Regions from separate parts of the Gossypium hirsutum genome. Here region 1 is linked to region 2. A link is a contact called in public Hi-C data. All regions are on one chromosome and are shown on one strand. Each heading gives the region's core, a stretch centred on a gene start, on an enhancer-like site or on the middle of the called end of the contact. The rest is flanking DNA. Distances are from core to core; before and after follow the strand shown.

What was found. A called contact is a pair of places that touch in the nucleus more often than the background predicts.
Region 1: a Hi-C map of hypocotyl shows a contact between it and region 2, with 4 times the contacts expected there. The contact joins the promoter of LOC107922619 here to the enhancer-like site in region 2. A contact is called at or near these places in 16 of 34 Hi-C or Micro-C datasets (anther, callus, hypocotyl and 3 more).

What each region holds. Positions count from the first base shown.
Region 1 is chrD01:45,160,793-45,167,183 of Gossypium_hirsutum_v2.1, reverse strand. LOC107922619 (plasmodesmata-located protein 6) reads right to left here and starts at 4,071. Exons shown (of 4, transcript XM_041086532.1): 1 at 3,021-4,071; 2 at 1,885-2,007; 3 at 1,732-1,787; 4 at 1,350-1,613. The coding sequence starts at 3,753. The coding sequence ends at 1,777.
Region 2 is chrD01:44,955,841-44,962,895 of Gossypium_hirsutum_v2.1, reverse strand. It overlaps LOC107920950 (ubiquitin-conjugating enzyme E2 variant 1A), which reads right to left and starts at 5,899. Exons shown (of 5, transcript XM_016850781.2): 1 at 2,723-5,899; 2 at 116-255. The coding sequence starts at 2,750. Within about 2 kb of position 2,790, at least 5 of the 9 cell types and tissues checked have an H3K27ac peak or open chromatin away from gene starts, as enhancers often do.

The DNA.
Region 1 (6,391 bases), core at 2,822-5,321, 200 kb before region 2:
CTATCTAATTTTCTGATTATGAAAACAAAAATAAAGGGAATGAATTGAGACACACAAAAAAAAAAAACTAAAACTAAAACTAAAAATGAAATTACATGGTAACAAAGGGATTGTTTGTTTTAGAATGGGACAGAGACTAAAACCCTTGTGATAAAAAGCAAAGCCAATTAGTTGGATAATTGAAGAGAGAGAAGATTCTTAGCTGATTCATGAATTTTAACCATAAATTATTGGCCTTCAAACACAGGGAATATTGTCTTAATCATTGTTGAGTGAGGATTATTATGTATTTAAACATTCAAAAGCTTAGTTGAATTAGATTATATAATTATCTCCAAGGCTGATATATAACAAGTTTGTGCTAATAAAAAATGTAATATTTATTATACCAAAACAAGATTAAATTATTCTGGTTAAAATTCAGACATTTTTTAGGGATACTTCTTCAACTCGTCAATTTTTTAATTTTGGTTCCTAAATATTTTTTTTAAATTAATCCCAAAACTTGACCTTTTTTCTCAATTTAGTTTCTAAACTTGGATTCCCTTAAGTCATGATGTTGTGGCATTTTAAGATTGTGCCAAATTGTTGCCTGAAATTTATAATTTATAATTTTTTTATTTAAAATTTTTAAATTTATAATTTATAATTTTAAAAAAAACCAATTAATGACATGACACAATCTTGACGGAATCCAAGTCCAGGAACCAAATTGGCAAAAGTTGTCAAGTTTTAAGACTAATTTAGACCAAACAAAATTTAAAGACAAAATTAAAAAAAATTACCAAATTTAAGGACTAAATATTACTTTATCTCTTTTTTTAACACCTCTTTCAACACAAAACAAATATTTGTCAAACATGAAGAGGGGAAGGTTTAATTGAAATAATTACTGAGATTAATTATTTAACTGTTATAAAAAATAGAGGATTAAATTATGTTAAATTGTAAAAGGTAAATCATAAATTTAAATATAATAGAGATTCAAAATTATAATTTATTCCCAAAACAATAAGAGAAAAGAAAAGTGATGGTCCTTTTTTGATAATAACTTGTTGATGCTTGGAATGTAGACAACATTTATAAATAGGTTGATTAGACATTAGTGGACATATGGTTGCTAAAAATAACTTTGTTTTGACGTAGCTATAAAATTGTTATCTTAATTTGATCCGATGTATTGTATGGCAATTCCAATATAAATTATATTAGAATCATAAGAAAGTTATAGCAAATAATCTTGTGACATTGAAATATTATTTTGTTCAAGTACAACTGGAACGTGAATACCAACACCTAATATCTTAATCACTGTATAAGTGAGATCATTAAGCATCAAGTCTCGGAGATGATAGAAAATAATGTTGAATTGATAGAATTAAAAAAGTAAATTTAATCTAAAATTACAGATGATGAATTCAAGCTTTTGCCAACCAAATATACTAAAAAGTTCGCAAAAGCTGTAATTACAGCCAACAAATTCACCCACTAGAAATAACACTTGTATTTTCACACAAGTGTTCACTACTTAATTATACACTCAGAAAAAGAAAAAGGGGTTTAGGCTTTTTCCATCTTATACTGCAACTTTCTTTTCACTTGATTCAAATCCCCTGTTTCCATAAACATATATTTCCTATCAATTACCTTTGGAGATCTCAATTAAAAAAAGATTTATGGAAGAGGTCATCCAAAAGTGTAGCTAAAAGGGGCATTAGAGAATTTAATTACCAGAAGCAGAAAAGGGTTTTTAGTGAGATCCCTGAATTGATTGTTTTATTTACCACCTGCAAATTTTTTTCAAAAATAGGAAATGAAAATGATTCAAAAGCAAAAGGCAGAAAGAAAAGCTCAAATTAAAGTGAAAGTGAGATATGGAATTACCTTTGCCATTGTCACACAGTTTTGATAAGAATGATAAAAAGAGTATGATCAAAGCAACTGCAGCAATGAGTCCAATTAGAATTGCCAGGGTCTTTTCAATCTCATCATCATTGTTATTTGTATCTACAACATTCACAAACGTTTGAACCTATTACTCCAAAATCCGTGTAGAATAGAAATTGTTTAATTTACAATTACAACTTCAAAATCTATGACCTTTTTTCCCTAAGGAGGGGGTGTTGGAGTTGGGTGGCATTGGATTCTTCTTTGATTTAATGGGGCATTAATTCAACAGTGGACCTCAATTTCATGCAAAATTGTACCAATTTGTTGTTCCCTATGCCATATATATATATTTCGAAATTCCAATTAAATTTAAAATCGAATTATCTCAAATTTTTATTCATTATACTTTTTCAACTTCTAATTCCATTAAAGGGTAGATGGAAATAGTACTACATTTTATAATGAAATGGTATATACATTAATGAATGACCAAAAATGAAAAAGTAATAGTAAGGTGTTTAGACCTATGACATATTCACAAGTAATAAGTTGAAATATGTTGTAAACATTTACATTCTTTGAAAATTTTGAATATAATGTTGGTAGTTTTATTTATAGGAATTTAGTTTTTATAATTTTTAAATTTGAAATTTAGATTCAACAATTAATACTATTAAATTTTTTGATTAATTTTATTTGTGTGATATTTTAAAATTATAAAATACTTGAGAGTAATATAATTAAAACAATATAATTAAACAAATGATGTAACTAACCAGAATTTAATAAAAATTGTTAATAGTTGGATTTAATTTTTAAAATCTAAAGAGCAAAAAGAAACTAAATTCCCTAAAAAAATACAGGGACTAAATTCTAATTTTTTGAATACTACATGAACTAATGAAACATTTTAACGATAAAGTTACTTTTAAGTTTTTCGGTACCACAAAAAAAAATTTTTTTACCTGAAAATTAGAAAAGAAACACATAATCTCTATCTCACACGAGAGAAAAACAAAGTTTACGATTTACAATATTTTGAATAATTTTGCAAATCACACAAAATATTAACCACCACCACCACCACCACAAAAGGGGGGTGGAGATTGGGGAAGGAGCTTACTGCTCACCTTTTTGGCTGTGGGAGTGGTCTCCACCTTCTGAGTACCGCGCGTAGCACTTGGCCAAGTACATGTCACCCCATTTGGCAGCCCCACAGTCGGTTTTGAGCCGTCCGATCGCTTCTGATAAGCAATCTTGGCACTCGCTCGGACTCAAATCCCCTACACACTGAGCTACACCTTGTACATCCCCTGAACCGCTAACCCGGAACGGCTTGTAGGTACCATCACTTGCTCCCAAGTAACCCAACACCGCATCACGCCGACCCAATGCGTCCGAGTAAGACGAAATCGACGGCCCACATTTTTTCACCACCACCGTCTTGTCCTCCACCCCCAGGAAAGTCGTGTTATCATATTTAACGAAACACCCTTCGAGTTGCAACGCGCCACCCGTAGAGTCAAGGCAAAGAGTGCCAAGTTGACTGACGGCTTTCGCCACACAACGGCCACAATCACCGCTGTTGAGGTTACCACGGCACTGGAATAGGCCGTAGACAGTGTCCTGATTGCTGGCTCCTGGAAGGGTAAAGTTACTGTAAGAGGTGTACATGGCTGAGTTGACCAGGGAAGTGAGTATGGAGTTGACGTTGGACTCATAAGGTGAGCCAGACGTGTATTTAAGCTGCGAACAGCCACCGAAAACGAAGGAATCGGTGGCTGAATTTGATGGTGTTATGAAGAAACACCATACAGCGAGAAGAAGAAGAAACAGCGACGTTGTTTTCGTAGCTAAAGCCATGGGGGTGTGTGAGAAAAAGAAGGGTTTGAAAGAGAATATAGAAAGGGGAGTGAAGGATGGCTTAAAGAAGAGGCTATCAAAGCATTAAAAACTGATGGATGCCACTGTTTTGTGTGAGAGAAAAGGAGAGGATTGTTGCTTTGAGGGGAATTTACGTAAGGAGGAAACCAGCTTCGTATTTTCACATGAATTTCCATATATGATTTTTTTCTCATATATTGTTTTTATAATGATTATTGAATCATTTTTTTACCAACTGCTTTAACTAATCGAAGAATTCGGACACTTTTTTTTAAAATTACTAAAGTAGATAAAAGGGTTTTGGTATCGTGTTAAAAAGTTTGCGACAAATCATTTCTAGTATTATTAACATTTTAAGAATGATTTACTATGGATACTTTTTGAGTTGATTAATGAGGAGTAAGGTGACATTAGGGGTTCAAGACAATTTTTTTTTTCTTTTTCCTTTAAAAGTTAGAAGAAAATATTATTGATTAATTATTATATTTATTGGTTGTTTAAATAAAAAAAATTAACAATATGAATCATTTAACTAACGATATATAATCCACAGTTGAATTAAATATTTTATTTGTATTTCAGTAGTGTTAAATTGAAGATTTGACCAATTAAATCTAAAAACAATAATTTCGATACCCATGTAAATTAAAATTTGAAAAACGTGACAAATCATCATATAGTAATAATATTACTAAGAATTAATTGCATGAATGAATATTTTTTTGTATTTAATTAGTTGGAAAATGACATTAGTGAGAGATGAGGGGATTGAGAAATGAAGTAATATAGTATAGGGTTTTCAGTGTTGGTGAGGTTAAAAGTCAGATGTGGTTGTGGTTGAGGGACCGGTGACGGTTGACCCGTATAACATCAAAGATGGTCTGGGACTCCTACATTATAATTCATCCATCAAAATCAATTCCATCTTTCATTTGCAAAAATCATTTGGTTCGGTGTGCTATCAGTTGAGTTTAGTGAGATTGGAAATATATTTATTCAGTATAGTTTTTATATACGTATCACATGAGGCCTTCAATATGGAGTTAGTGCGCGGAGCAAGATTTTGGATGGTTGGAGGGAGGAGATTACAATAGAAAGTGATAGGTACAAGTATTAATATTATTATTTTAGTTGATTTAATGATCAAAGATTCGAAAAGGGATTTTTCTAGCTACTTCTAGAAATCAAGTATCGTAGGAGAAAAAAATTTGCAATTTGTAGAAAGTTTTAATTCGAAGATGAGGTGTGGGGTGAGATGGGTACCTAAGTTTGTAGTAAATACAAATATATTTATCCAAAGGATTTTCCTTTTACTGGTAAAATAACGAGGCTTAAACAGCCTTAGCCTCAAAATCTGCAAGCACTGTTTGCCAACGGCTTCCAACAAGGTTTCTTAATTCCGGGCACCACCGTAGCCTCTTTCCTCATCTGTATTAATAGTAGACTTTCAATCATGAGATTCCGAAACCCTATCTGAATATCTCAAATTTCGTATAATAAATTATCTTAAACCTAACCATCTACCAACATATTTTTTATATTAAAATATCTTATTATTTATGAATTTACTTTTACTTAGTATGTAGGATGTTAAAAAATCTCAAAACCATAGGACTCCAACCCGATTTTTTTTTAATTGCTTTCAGGTCGGATTAGTTAGTTTTTTCATTAAAATTACAATTTAGGTAAAACCATCTTCCCCTGTCTTGTCCCAATATATTTACAAGAATACCCCACTTTTATTTTCACTTGTGTGTATCCCTTCCTTTGCACAGGGAATTTAACCATAGCTTAAAATCTTTTAAAGATTTATTTTTAAATACTAAACTCTTTAGGTTTATAAGATAAAACTGTTGAAAAAAGTTTAAAAAAAAAATCCAAAAGATTAATAAAAGCAGTTTCTTTAGAAAAAAATCATTTTGTTATTAAATTAAGTTACAAATTCATAAAATTAAAAGTTAACTTTAAGTTTTTCATTATTAAGCTTTCGCTTTCTTAATTTGTGGAAATGAAAGTTGACCGCTTAGTTCTATAACTATCTTTTTACTCAAAATATATAAATACATAATGTAAGAAAAATAAGAATAGAAATAGTTGAAAACAATAGATGATATTTTTGTTGGTTTATTTTTGTTTTTATATAATTAAAATAAAATACATTAATTATATTTTTAAAATATTAAAATTTATTAAATTATTTTTTGAAAATGAAATGAATATTTAATTTAAATATCTAAAATCTTTACGCTTACGAGTAACTCAAATTTTAGTTAAGAATTCAAATATCTAAAATATTTACATTAAAATGAATTTAGTGAATGATTTTGTTGCCTCATATTCATATGCGAAATGAATTAATACTAAATAAATCTAATATTCAAATATGTAATATATATTTGTATATGTATATAAATAGCGATTGTGTTAGGCATATATATTGTGTTAAGTCATGGTATTGATCATTCTAGTATGCTTAAATTTGTGATTCATTATTTTTTTATTTGACCAAATTTGCCTAATCTGTCATAATAATATCATTAGTTAATCTAAATAATTAACACCCTTTAATGATTTCAGTAGCTAAATAGAGTTTTTTAAAACACTTATTCTAACTCAT
Region 2 (7,055 bases), core at 1,541-4,040:
AGCTACAGGTACATGTCAACTTCTAAGTTGGGCTCAGACTCATCATTGCACCTCTCCACTAAAGTTCAGAAAGAAGTGCACTGACTGCCATACAGAGAGAGTGAGAGAGACTCACGTTTGGAGGGCCAATAATAGTCCCAGTCCATGACTGCATGTATATATCATCAGCATCGTCCATCCCATAGCTAACAGTTCCATCTCCAATTCCCTTTTCACCCCTCTCAAGCTCTTCTAGCAATCTGAAACTCCTGGGTACTGCAAAAATCAGATATTTTTTCCTTAGGTCATGATTGACACAAATCACACGTGAAGTTTGTATGAAGTCCATCCCAAATGCAACATCCAAAAATATTAAAAACAAAAGTTTCTTCAATAAAAAAAAAGGTAAAGCCTAAGACAAAAATGAAATGCTTGCATGTTGTGTCAAATAATGCAAAACAGCCAATACAATCCCAGAAACAACCATAATCCCGATAGCATACAATAGCATATGCCACGATTAATCACTCATGAACAATGAATGAGCACAAAAACCAGATATAAAAACAGAACTACCACTTTCCCTCATAAATAGCATATGACAGAACTACCACTTTCCCTCATAAATAGCATATGTTTGGCTCCATTTTTCAAAGACATTTGTCCAATATTGTCATTCAATCAACGACAGTTTTTTTACTGTAAGGTCAGCAGTTGAAGGAATATCCACCCAACATTCAAGTTGGTTTCACAAAAGAGATTGCACCCAAAGCCTTCCAAAATCAAATGCCACTGCACAGCTTTAAGTGTCTGTAAGGCATTGATACCAAGAAAGTTCACTTCTCAATAACCAAGAGGTGATCATCAATGGCCAAAGGGTATGCCATGAGATGGCTCAAAAAAAAAAGAAGGATTTGATTTGAGAACCATAGAAGGAAACTTTTAAGGCCAGAAAAAGTGGTCAAGGAAGTTTCCTCAATTCATTGACAGCAGGCTTAGTTTCCCCTAGGAATAAAATCAAACGTCTCTATTTTAGATTAAACATCTTTTGACAGTAACCTCCATCAAGCATCACTCACCAAATAAACAGAAAAAAAAATCATGTCATCTGCTGATGGCATAAAATCATTCTCACATGTACCAAAAAATGTTACTTTTCCACATCCTTGGTTTTGATTCAATATACATGCCTGCATGCAAATGGTCTTCAGACCTAAAAAGCTATGAAGTCGAGCAAGAAAATATGGGTATCCCAGATAAATAAAAAAGTCATCTACCCTAATACTAACCGGAAAGCGTCATCCAATCTGATTGTCATAACATCTTTTACTTGGTTGAAGTTGAAGCCTAATGCAAAAGGATTGGCTAGTTTAATTGGGATTATTATATGCATTTATTTTCCATACACTGTATACTCGACCACACAAACTAGCATCCTGATTTGCACTTATTTCATTTGTTCATTCATTGCATGCTTGACCAGAATTTCATCAATCAATTAGAAAGCAGATACAACTAGTCCTGAAACATACAGTTGCATTTCATCAACACAAACCAGAGATTAGGAAATCACAGGTTTCAAGGACAGAAAAAGTGTATAAGAAACTTTCTGATCCGCTTTGTGTCTCTTGTCTTGATTATCCATCACATGCTCACCAAGATGAGTTCTCGAAGCCTCAAGGTCAGCAGTCATGATTTGGACAACCATTGACTCAAGGATATTAAGATGGATTCTACAGGTCGTTGTCTTCTTTCAGCTTAAACAAATCATTGCCATTCCATTACAAGCTAAACCTGATACCTCTATTTTGAATGTTCAATTAAGATTGCTAGCACTCCATTTACAGTTGCATATGCGTCCCATGTCACAAGTGCTATTAATTAATCTCAACAGATCCCTTCAGAAGTGGATCAATGGTCTTGACATGTGAAATGAGTTAAAAAAAAGTAACTTCAGAGCTAGCACAGCCCATGCATCATAGTCAAACGGCCATTTTAGCATTATTTATAGTTTTCATGGGCTACAAGCCCTAGGCATGGAAAAAATTTAGAAGAGATGGATACCATTTTGAAGGTTATTTCTTCTTCTTTCTGAATGTAGCCAGTCAGCATTAATATTCTTTACTTGAAACAAGGTACATTAAACAAATGTTGCCAGATGTAATTAGTAATAATATAATGCAATGGCTCCGTTAGACTTAAAGGTATAAATAATTAAACTCAAAAGAGTACCTCAGAACAGAAAGTGAAAAGGAAAACCGATTAAAAATAACAGAACTACCTTAATGCAAATTCGATTAAGGGCTTTATCCATTACCAGTCCAATACCAAGGAAAAGGACAAGAACTCAAAGAAATAGAAAAACTGGCTTCCTTCATTTATTCCTACAATATCAGATTTACCAAATGCAAGGCTACAAATTCATAATCATAAATATCCCTATTATTAAAGCCCAAACTGAAACCGGGAATTAAACCCATTAATATTATAAAAATCTTGAAAATCCACTCTCAAGCATATGAAAACAAGTACTTTAGACTAAACAAAAGAACACCAATATTAAAACTAAACCCTATTTTGTACCAAATCCAAGGAATATCACACCCAAAATACACGAGATGCATATACTTTCGAAGCTCCATCAACAACGGAATGATAACAAAATTTCACGTATAACAAATAAAAATGGGAACTTTGAGTAACAAAAACGACAAATCTGGGGCTTTGAAAATCAAAAACTTACCAACAACACATGATCCTTCTGAACCCATTTCTTCTTTCAATCGTTTCAATTCAAAGGGAGAAAAAAAGAACAAACAGTTATGGTTTCTTTGATTCAAACGAGAGTACCAAACCCCAACCCAAAAAAAGAAAAGAAAGAAAGATGTAGAAGGAGAAATGTTAAAAGAGAAAGTTTGGAATCTAAAATAATAAAAAATCAACAACCACTGTTCAAAACTGACGATGAGTGGTCCACGACTGCTGTTTATCGTGGTCAGGCAAGGCAAGGTTGTTAGGAGAAAGCAATTAAATATAAAAAGTAGAAGCCTTTTCTTATTTACAATGAATAAAAATTATTTAATTATCTGTAACTCTGTTATTTTTTATTTTCTGTTTAATAAAAAATTAAATAGTAAATGTAATTATAAAATGATGATTTAGATTTAGATTGTGTTTGATAAATTGCAAAAAGTTAAATGATAAATTTTTATTATTAAATTTTATAAGTGTGGAAAATATATTAAAAATTTATTTGACATTATACTTTAAAGGAATTGAAGTTTATAACCCTAGTTTGAAAAGAACTAAGCAACAGCAAGATAACAAAAGAATTGCAAATAAACAATAAATTAAACAAAGTGGAAATAAAAGTGGTCCGTTCGCTTTCTTAGGACCTTAACCGTCCCCAGATTGCAACCCAGTTGATCAGAGGGGACCCTCTTCTCACTCTTCCAAAATTTCACCCTTCCGTTTCCTTTTTCCTCTCAAAAGATCTATCGCCTTTCCTCGGAGTGGACCCTTTTGGCCATTTCTTGAGTTAGTTAACCTCGTTGGCCGTCCGATCTTCTATCCTCCTCCATTTTTCCCACCGCGAACTCCGGCACTTCCCCTACCAGGTAAGCTTGCTCCCTTCGTTTTAATCCTCCGTTGCTAAAACATGCGCTTGGTCGTTCCTCTCCCTTGTTGTGTGGGAGAACAAACAGGTATGGAAATCATCTTTTAACGATTTTACATCTTCAATGAAAGCACTTATATATAATAGGCTATATTTTGTTTTCTTTAATTTTTGCCATTATATTTTGAAATTGTGTAAATTTGCCATTCAATTATTAATGTGATTGAATTTTACCAATAAACTTTGAATTTTTTTAAAAAAAATTTTCATCAAACTTTGATTTTTAGTTAAAATTTATCACTTAATGACTTGAAAAAAATCAACTTTAACTACTAATCAAAAGTTTTTTAAAATTCATACTTTTTTATATTATAGATAGATAAGTCATAAATATTTAATTTAATCAAGTTACATATTCAACTTTAACTACTAATAAATTAAGTCATTTATACTAACATTGTAACACCCTCGACTCAATTTGATTGGTTGAATCCAGGTCTTAGGTATTATCACGTTAATACAAATAAAAACTCAATCTACTTTTACAAATTACAATCAATTATGTTACTTAATTACAAAATTTCTAATTTGAATAGATAAACATGTACAAGAAGTAAATATAATTACAACACGTGGTAATTAAAATACAACAATATTTAATTTGAAACTCTAATACAATAAAGATGCCTTAAGTAGGGACTTCTAAGTAATAATTCAGTCCTGGAACACGTCGCCAATCTTGCTCTGTATGCACAATAACCCGATATGTCACTTCTTGGCATAGTCCTAACATCGTCCCTTTTGACGCAGACTTACATCATCTCTCTTGTAACATAACACCCAGAGATAAGTTTATAAGAATTTAGTGAGGAAAACCTCATTTACATGAGTCATATTTGCACATTGCAATTGATAGTTTAGATAGATGATCCTATCATCTTTAAACTTTTAACTTTGTCTCTGATACTTCCTCAAGTTTTGTTTCCATATTTAGATATCATACGTTACTCTGAAATCACTTCCTCTTATCGAAGTATTCAATACATCATTTAGTTCAATCAAAACAATCATAAATCTTTATTCATTTTCTTTTCAGAGATCAATACAATCAGTAATAACATTACGCTTGCAAACTTACTTCTAAGCCATCAAATCATCACAATTTAAAAGAACGTGTGCACAGACGACAGATACCTCTTTCGAACATACAAATTTTACATTTTTATTTTTAGACGAGTCATAGCCTTATGTAACTCTTTTTTATTGTATTAACCATAGAGACATGAAACTTTTCTGATCTTATTGATTTCACTTAAGAGTCATGTTGAATGCGCCTAATCGATTTATTATAAAACTTGCCATAAGAACATTCTTTTTGGTATGTCACTGAGAACTTTATTTTAACGTATCATAAGGACATTTCTTTCAGAGTTCGTCACGAATGATACTTTTTCATATTGCGCTACAAAGGCATTCCTTTCATATTACGCTACAAATGCATTCGTTTAGGGTTCACCGTGAGGGCATTTTCTTTCCTGATGTGTTTGTGATATGAATTTGCCTAGACTCACATTTCGTGAGATTTGCTTATCATGATCCTGGGACACGCAGAAAAAATGAATTGGGCTATAACCATCCTTTAGTCCCTTACAAAGGGTGCCATGACCATGGACTTTCCATTCAAGGTTCTTATTTAAAATCCCGGCTGACCCTTTTGAATATCACCACGGTGAACAGACACAAACTCTTCATGCCCTTCTACAGTTTAAGCCTAACATTTTATTTCACCGAAATATAACACATACGTTCTTGACTTATAATACATATTCCAGGCATACATATAACCATACCTCAGCATTACATTATTTAATCACCATTCATCATGTAAGAGGCCCAATTTGCCGGGGGCCAGACAAAAACCAAACAAAAATAAATAACAACTGTCCTAGTCCATTTACCACATATGTAGCCCAATATGCATTAAACCTAAAAGCCCAATTTACAAACCCAAACACTAAAAACCCTAGACGGCCCAAGTGGCCCATTATCTTAACATTTTTAGAAAAAAAACCTAACCCTAGCCACTCTTTTTAGCTGCTGTCGTTGCATCTTTCCCACGCGTGCCTCCGTACCGCCACGTCAACCTCCGTACATAGCTGGCGTACGACCCTTGTACCTGCAAAACAAACACGCAAACACAGAGGCAAAGAAACGAGTATTGTATTTTCTTTTTTCTTTTCGGCTATAAAAGCCACAAAACAATGATGTATTTTTTTTACGAAGCAATCAAAAATAGAAGAAAAAAGAAATCTTTTAAAGGTGGTCTTATTATTTTTTTCTTTTCATTTTTATTTATTTATTTATTTATTTTTATTTTTTAAAGAGAACAAATGAAAACAGTAAAAAATGGGGGAAGATTTTACTTTTTTTTTATTTTGCGCTGTCGTGGAGGCCGAGGTTCGTCGTTTCCGATGAAAAATGACATTTTTTGGGCCCAAGGAGTCGAAAAGCTAAAAAATGACCTTTTTTAATTTTTTGGCCACCGTGGAAGGTAGCGCTGTCGTCGGCGATCGGCTGTCACCGGCAATCGGCGATCGCCACGGTGGTCCGGTGATCGAAGCCATGGCCGAATTCTAGAAAGAGGGGAGAGAGTTTGAAAGGTTTTTAAAGTTTCTTTTTTTTTAAACAAGGAGTTAAATGATTTTTTTCCAAAAAAAAATTGATTTAATTAGGCATCCAAAATGACGTCGTTTTGGGCAGGCCTCTCAGGCACCAAAACGACATCGTTTTGAGGCCGAACTTGCACACTGACCCGACCCGCAAGGAAGATTCGCGTGTTTTTGATAATTGAGTTATTTACCCTTTCGGTCCTTCCGCCTTTTTGGGTTGTTTTCATTTAGTCCTATTGACACTTTTTATTTATAATTTTTGCCCTGGATTTTTTTAACTGTTTTCAATTTAGTCTCGCGTCCGTGTCCCAAGAATTGGGATAATTTCATATTTGGTCCCTGTCCTTCCTTCGCGCGTTTATTTTAACATTTATTTTTGTTTTATTGGTTTTTTCTAATTTTTAATTTATACCCTGAATTTTAATTTGATTTCAATCTCGTCCTCAGTCCATTTAATTTATTTATTTATTTTAAAAAAATGCTCTTTTATCATCATTTATTTTAAGTTTTTATATATATTATTTATTTTTAAGTTGTTTTACATATTATTTATTTAAATTTTTTATATATTATTTATTGTAAACTATTATATATATCTTTCAAATTTTTATATATATATTTTTTAAAACGGTTTTATATGTTATTTTTTATATTATTTATTTTAAATTGTTTTATTGTTATTTATTTTTAGTTATTTATATTTTGTTTATTTGAAACTTTTTATTATTTATTTTGAATTCTTCTTATAAATCATTTATTTTAAACTATTATTTACTTTAAATTGTTTTATA